2 separate regions of the Sus scrofa genome follow, and region 1 is linked to region 2. A link is a contact called in public HiChIP or PLAC-seq data. All regions are on one chromosome and are shown on one strand. Each heading gives the region's core, a stretch centred on a gene start, on an enhancer-like site or on the middle of the called end of the contact. The rest is flanking DNA. Distances are from core to core; before and after follow the strand shown.

Region 1 (3,519 bases), core at 1,020-3,519, 54 kb before region 2:
TTGCATGGGCCATTTTCACGGGCGCTTCTGTATCGAGCATCCACCCAGCGTGGGGCGTGATTTTCAGAAACCTCCAGAGAAGCACCAGACGCGGGACCCCTCGCAAGGGCCGGGCGGCCGAAGGCTGTGATGGGAGCCTAGGGAAGCTGTGTCCCGGCCCTGACTTTGGACTGCCTGCTCTGAATCTTGGACACCTGTCTGGAAAGCCGAGGCTGCTTTTCCAACCAGGGGTAAGAAGGGATTCCCACACTCAGGCATCCTCTTGGGTAAGGGGAGAGGGACCTTCTCGGACCATATTCTTGAATGTTCCACTCAGGATGCCTGGGAAAGCCTATGGAGATAGACTGAGGCACAGCGGCGGTGGGAGAAAGGTTTTCCCCCTCGTGTCATGGAGTTGGTTGCAGAAGGTTAAAGCTGGAGATGGAGGAAGTCCGGCTTCCCCTGCAGAGGGAAGCCGGGCCAGCAAGTGTGGGTGGGGTCCGGTAGCTGCTGACCCTCCTGGCTGCTGTGAGGGACTGAGGTGGCAGGAGCCAGGGGCTGGGGACAGCAAGGGCAGCCGCAGGGGTCCAGACAGCACCTTCTGCCCAGAATAGCAGCCGGAGATGCGGGTCTTCCTTTATGCCAACGGCATGACCATGCTGCCAGACTCGTCCCCTGGGGCCTGTTCCTGGTTAAAGCCCTGGCTCCTGGCAATTCGGGAAGTGATGTTACACTGCACACGTGAGCCTGCTCCTCTGGGCTGTTCCTGGTTGTGAGACAATAGGGAGACTGGTGCCCCTCACTATCCCGGACCCTGGACTTCAGCGGGAAGAGCCTGGACACTGGTCGCTGCTTCCTCTCATTGCTCGCTTGAGTGTCTCCGCCTTGGAGGTTGCCCTTGGAGCCTGCGTTGTGCTGGGAGGGGGAGGGAGGTGGCAAGGGAAGGGGGAGATGGTAGGGGTCGTGGGGTCTGCAGACCTGGCTCCCTGCTGATGTCATCAGTTTGGGAGCCTGTACAAGCCCAGAACTGACACCAGGAGTCATCCTGGGACAGGTGCAGTGCTGCGGCTGCCAGTCTTCCTGCCAAGGACGCAGGGACAGGCAGCTCTCCCTGGACACTGACTGCATGCATCCTCCAGGCAGAGCCAACCAGCCAGTCCAGCCCTGGGCTCCTCCTCCAGGGACTAAGGTGTAAGGAAAAGGTCAGGGCCATGAGGACACAAGGTGGGCCTGGATTTCAGCTGGAAATGGGACACTGGTGGTGCCATCTGGTTAGGCGGCAGCACCCAGATTCCTGAAGACAGGGAGGACCAGGAGGCAGGCAGGGGACACCGGGAAAAGGCTCTAAGGTGCTGCTGGGATCCTAGGGCCCCAGGACCAGATCCCAACCCACGTTGCTTCCCCACTGGCCTTTTCCGCTTTTCACCCAATGCAGAATCAGCAGTTTCTCTGCTGTGCTCATTCTCTGCAGATCTGATTAAGGATCAGAACCTGTCTCTCCACGGGAGTTCCCATCGCGGCTCAGTGGTTAGCAAACCCGACTAGCATCCATGAGGACGCTGGTTCGATCCCTGGCCTTGCTCAGTGGGTTAAGGATCCAGCATTGCCGTGAGCTGTGGTGTAGGTCACAGACGTGGCTCAGATCCTGCATTGCTGTGGCTGTGGTGCTAGCTGGCAGCTGTAGCTCCAACTCGATCCCTAGCCTGGGAACCTCCATATGCTGCAGATGTGGCCCTAAAAAGACAAAAGACAAAAAGAAAAAGAAAACGAAGAACCTGTCTTTCTTCTTGGGCATGTGAACTTTAGCCCCACACATGAAAGATACTTTGAAGTCATCCGATGCGAGTCTGGAGCCCAGAGACCAGGACAGAGAGGCCTAGAGATTAACTGACTTGCCCAAGGGGCAGGCCTGGAAGTCCCTGGGACAGGTTTCAACTGGTATGTGGGCCAAGGATGAAGTCATCAGCGCTGGACTCATTGGGACCCCGGACTCAGGTGAAAGAGGACAAGGTAAGGAAGGTGGGGACCTGGCGGTGACAGACCTGAAGTCCTAACGGCCATGGACAAAACTGACTGGACATCAGGCAGGGCTGTCCAGGGAACCGGATGCTGCCTTTGAGCGAGTTTGGTTTATGCCTCTCATTGGGCAAAGTGGCAAGGGGAGAACACATGGGGCTTCCTTCATAGTTGTTCCTCTTTGCAAATCTGGAAAATCAGGGCCACTGGAGCCTGGCGGCCCCCGGTGGAATTATTGGTGTTGTAACTCAGGATTTCTCCAGAAGAGGGCGCTCAAGGACACAGGAAGGAAACCCAGCCGCTCGCTGCCGGCTGGCCGGCCCGGGTGGTTTGTGGGATGAAGATGCTCATTTTTGTTGATTCCACGCATTGAGGCAGAAGAGTTTTCCTGGCTTTGGTTTTGACTAATAAAACAAATTTTACCTGGCATTTCTCTGCCATTCAGGATCTGTGTCCTCTCCTCGGTCTGCCTTCACAGCGTTTTGGTCTCAGAAAGTTCTGGATGAATACGATACAGAGGGTGTGCTGTGGTTTTTCTGGTTCACGTTTCTCAGAGGAGCCTCTGTTGGCTGAGGAAATGTAACAAAATTCCTAGGGAGAGCCGACCATCCTTGAATAGAGTGGCGGAGGACGGCAGGGCTGTCCCACCTGCAGCCCTGTCCTGGGCCTTCTGTCCATTAGCGGGATCTTCAGGACACCCTTGGGTTTCAGGTGGGGCCTGTGCCCACCCCCTGTTTGGGGACTGTTACAGAAGGACAGCAGCAAACCCAGACAGGAGTCCACGTGAATCAGCCGCTGGGTGTGGCCTCCTTTGTTTCCTCCGCCGGCCTCTCCTCTGATGGTCTGTTTTTCTGTCCTTGTTTGGGGATTTCTATTTGGGGTCTCAGCTCCCTTTTACCCCAGTGAGTTCCCTCTTCCCTCCCTTCCAGCGGTTCCACTTGCTGCTTTGGGGTTGAGAGAAGGACCAAACTAGATACCCAGGGAACGAAAATGCAGCTTAGTAATGACTTGCGGCTACTCAGAGATGAATTATTTCAATTATCTAGAAAGCAGCCCGTTTTCCTGTGTCATAAGATGACCTCTCCTCTCTATGGCAAGATCCGTTCTTCAGATGGCACGCGGTCCTGCCCGAGGGCAGAGGTCAAATTGTGTTGTAAGCACTGAACGCGCTTGTCTGTGTAATAGCTGCCGAGCAGGAGAGCTGCCAGACCCCTCGTTAAGATGTAGGTGGACTTGACAGAGGGGGAGAAAGTTAATCGAGAAAATTGGGGGCGTCTCAACTGGAACCAGTAGGCAACACATAACTTTTTGACTTCTGGCAATGTAAAATTATTATTCTTCCCAGGTTCCCGTTGTGGCTCAGTGGTTAACGAACCCAACTAGAAACCATGAGGTTGCAGGTTTGATCCTGGCCCCTTCTCAGTGGGTTAAGGATCCAGCGTTGCCTTGAGCTGTGGTGTAGGTCGCAGACACGGCTCGGATCCTGCATTGCTGTGGCTGTGGTGTAGGCCGGCAGATACAGCT
Region 2 (3,347 bases), core at 630-3,129:
AAATAATAGGCAAGAGATCCTAACACACATTTCTCTAAAGAGGGTATGCAAATGAACAATAAGCTTATGAAATTATTTACATCACTGTTAGAGAAATGTAAATCAAAACCACAATGAAACACCACTTCACACTAGTAGAATCCAAAAGCAGATAATCAAAAGTGTTAGAATGTGGAGAAGTTAGAGCTGCAGGAATATAAAGCGGTGCAGCCACTTTGGGAAACAGTCTGGCAGTTCCTCAAAAAAGTTAAAAATGGAGTAACCATATGACCCAGCAATTCTACTCCTGGGTATGCACCCAAGAGAACTGAAAATCTATGTCCACACAAAAACTTGGATATGAGGAGTTCCCATCATGAGTCAGCAGTAACGAACCCAACTAGTATCCATGAGGATGCGGGTTTGATCCCTGGCCTCTCTCAGTGGGTTAAGGATCCGGTGTTGCTGCGAGCTGTGGTGTAGGTCGCAGACAAGGCTCAGATCCTGTGATGCTGTGGCTGTAGTGTAGGCCACCAATGGTAGCTCTGATTCAACCCCTAGCCCAGGAACTTCTATATGCCTCAGGTTTAGCCTTAAAAAGACAAAAAAAAAAAAAAAAAAAAAGTATATGAACATTCATAGCAATTTTATTTATAATAGCCAAATGTGGTTATCAATTAATAGGCGGAAAAACAAATGTGGGATATCTGTACAATGGAACATTACTCAGCCACAAAAAGGAATGAAGCCCTGTACATGCTATAATGTGGATGAAACTTGAAGACAAAGTGAAAGAAGCCAGTCACAAAAGACCACCTATTATTTGATCCCATCTCTGTGAAATTTCCAGAAAGGTAAATCCACAGAAGTTGGATTAGTAGTTGCCAGGAACTGGAGGGGAGAGAGCGATGCAGAATGACTACAGGTAAAATATGAAATTCAACTGAGTGAATCCTAAAGATCTTATTGGCTTTATTCACCAATCATGAATCATGCAGCATCACTCTGAAGGGCTGTACGAAGTGGAAGGGTTTCATAGACAAGAGATGGGACAAGGGACGGATTCTAGCAAAGAGCTGATTATTTCAGGCAAGACTCCCTTCTTTAGGCACATGGCAGGGGTCTCTCTGATGGGTTGCTTCACTAGTGCTGAGCAGGAAATTCCAGATTGACTGGTTAAGGTTACATTCCTGGGAGAGGTTGAAACTACAATTACATTAAGTATTAAATTTCGGTTTGGTGATGTGAGCTTAGCACAAGTGATTCCATTTTGGACCCATCACCCCTTGACACTACTGTGTTTCTTTTCGAGGGAATGAACACGTGGAATTAGATAAAGATGATGGTTGCACAAACTTGTGTACACACACACACACACAGAGCCTGGCTCTAACGAAAGAAGGTAATATTAGCCCTAAAAATGCCAGTCCATCCCTCCCCAGAACTGGACGTCCTAGCTGTCTGGCCAGAGCCAGAGGCTCTGTGGGGAGGGGGGGTAGTGCAGCGCTGAGGAATGGACCACGGGCATGAAAGGAACCGGGGGGCAGGGGCGGGGCTTAGGGATGGTGCTGGGGAGCTGGGGGTTTGCCTGGGGTCTGGGGCGCTGGGCAGGGAAAGGCTCAGAGCCCCGCGCGGGGCCACAGTCGGGACGTGGGGGCCACGGGGTGGAGCGTGGACACGCAGGGGCGTGGTTCGAGGGCGGGGGTGGGGCGCGAGGGCGGGGCGGACTTGGGCGCCACCGGGTGGAGCGCGGAGGGCGCGGGGGCGTGGCGTGGGGCGGGGGCGGGGCCTGGGAGCAGGGGCGGGGCGGGGCCTAGGAGCAGGGGCGGGGCGGGGCGCGGGCGCGGGGCCCAGGGTGGGCCGGGAGGGCCGGGAGGGGCAGGGACTCGGGCGGGGCGGGCGCTGGGGCGCTAGCGGCTCGTGGGTCGGTGCCCAGACGGCGTCTGCCGGACGCGGGGCCGGGCCTCTGTCCTGGCGGCGCCCCGGCCCGCTCCGCGCCCGGCCATGTCTCCTCCCGCGCCGCCCACCGAGCTGATGCCGTCGGAGCGCATCGTGGTGTTGCTCTCGTGCGTGCTGTCCGCGCTCGGCTCGGGCCTGCTGGTGGCCACGCACGCCCTGTGGCCCGACCTGCGCAGCAGGGCGCGGCGCCTACTGCTCTTCCTGTCGCTGGCTGACCTGCTCTCGGCCACCTCCTACTTCTACGGGGTGCTGCGGGACTTCGAGGGCCCCTCCTGGGACTGCGTGCTTCAGGGCGCGCTGTCCACCTTCGCCAACACCAGCTCCTTCTTCTGGACGGTGGCCATCGCCCTCTACCTGTATCTCAGCATCGTCCGCACTGTACGTGGGCAGGGGGCCAGTCGCCTGTTCTGGGCTTTCCACATCGTCAGGTGGGTGGCAGCGGCGGTCGCAGCTTTCCCTCTGGTCCCCTGACACCCTCCTGGGCCTTTTCTGCTGCCCCTGTGACTCTCGCCCCCCTCTGGTCCCCGCTTCTTGGTCGGACCCCTGGCCAGGCCCCCGGCTGGCAGGGTCTGGTGTCTGCTCCTGCCCCGGGGCAGCTCGGGGCCAGCGGAGTGATGCTAGGCTTGCCGAGAAGATGAGCTTGTTCTGAACATCGCCGCCAGGGGTACCCCTTTGAGGTGGCCCCAGCTTGAGCCTCCCAATGAGGTAAGCGCCTCAGAGCAGCCCCTGGAGGGCAGGGGCCCAGAGCTGGCCCTCAGAGCACTTCTGGTAACTTGGAAGCACCTCAGCTGGGCCCTTGGCCTCCTGCTTAGCTGCATCCTGGCCATCTCTGCTGTGGGCGGGGCTGAGGAGCAGCACCTGGGAACCAGGCTGGGCCATGAGTGTGGTCCACTCAGCAACTCCCAGGCTTCCCTCCACCCAGCTCTGTGCCAGCCGTGCGCAGAGCTTCGGCTGTAAAATTTAGGAAGAACAGTCCTGTTTATTCTTATCTTTGCTCATCTCGAAACCTCAGGCCCCAATCCCTCATTATCTCGGTTCTAGATCTTGACTTTCTTTCTGGAGTTCAGCAGCTCTGAAGTTGAGGGTCAGTGGCAGAGGCTGGTCTGGAAGGAGAGCTGCCAGCTGCCTGCAGTCTCTGAGAGCAGAGAAAATCAAGGCCTGGTCCTGCCCTGCCACGGAAGTGTCTGCCCAAGTTACCTTCACCTATGGGAGAAGGTTGCCCCTTCCTGGTGTAATCTCAGGATTCAAACATCTGGAGGTGTCCTGTGCTGAACCCAAGGCAGGAATTTATAGAGCTTCCTGCCTCTTCTCCCTCCTCTAGATAAGAGCACCAAATGCTGCCCTAATTATAGGTCTTCTCTGTTGAATACTTGAGTTCTTTCCAAGGGACTGAGGACAGTCAGCACTTT

The links. HiChIP or PLAC-seq counts read pairs in DNA pulled down with a chosen protein or histone mark.
Region 1: a contact with region 2 is called in an H3K27ac HiChIP or PLAC-seq map of alveolar macrophages. The contact joins the enhancer-like site here to the promoter of GPR157 in region 2. A contact is called at or near these places in 1 of 5 promoter capture datasets (liver), 22 of 47 Hi-C or Micro-C datasets (adipose tissue, alveolar macrophages, blood and 10 more) and 2 of 2 datasets of contacts at active chromatin or transcription factors (alveolar macrophages and skeletal muscle).

The regions. Positions count from the first base shown.
Region 1 is chr6:69,634,096-69,637,614 of Sscrofa11.1, reverse strand. No RefSeq gene overlaps it. Among named protein-coding and RNA genes, the nearest start is that of H6PD, 30 kb to the left of the region's middle. Within about 2 kb of position 2,269, at least 2 of the 83 cell types and tissues checked have an H3K27ac peak or open chromatin away from gene starts, as enhancers often do. A contact at or near this core is called in alveolar macrophages, where this site is marked.
Region 2 is chr6:69,580,188-69,583,534 of Sscrofa11.1, reverse strand. It overlaps GPR157 (G-protein coupled receptor 157), which reads left to right and starts at 1,879. Exons shown (of 4, transcript XM_021095284.1): 1 at 1,879-2,370. The coding sequence starts at 1,984.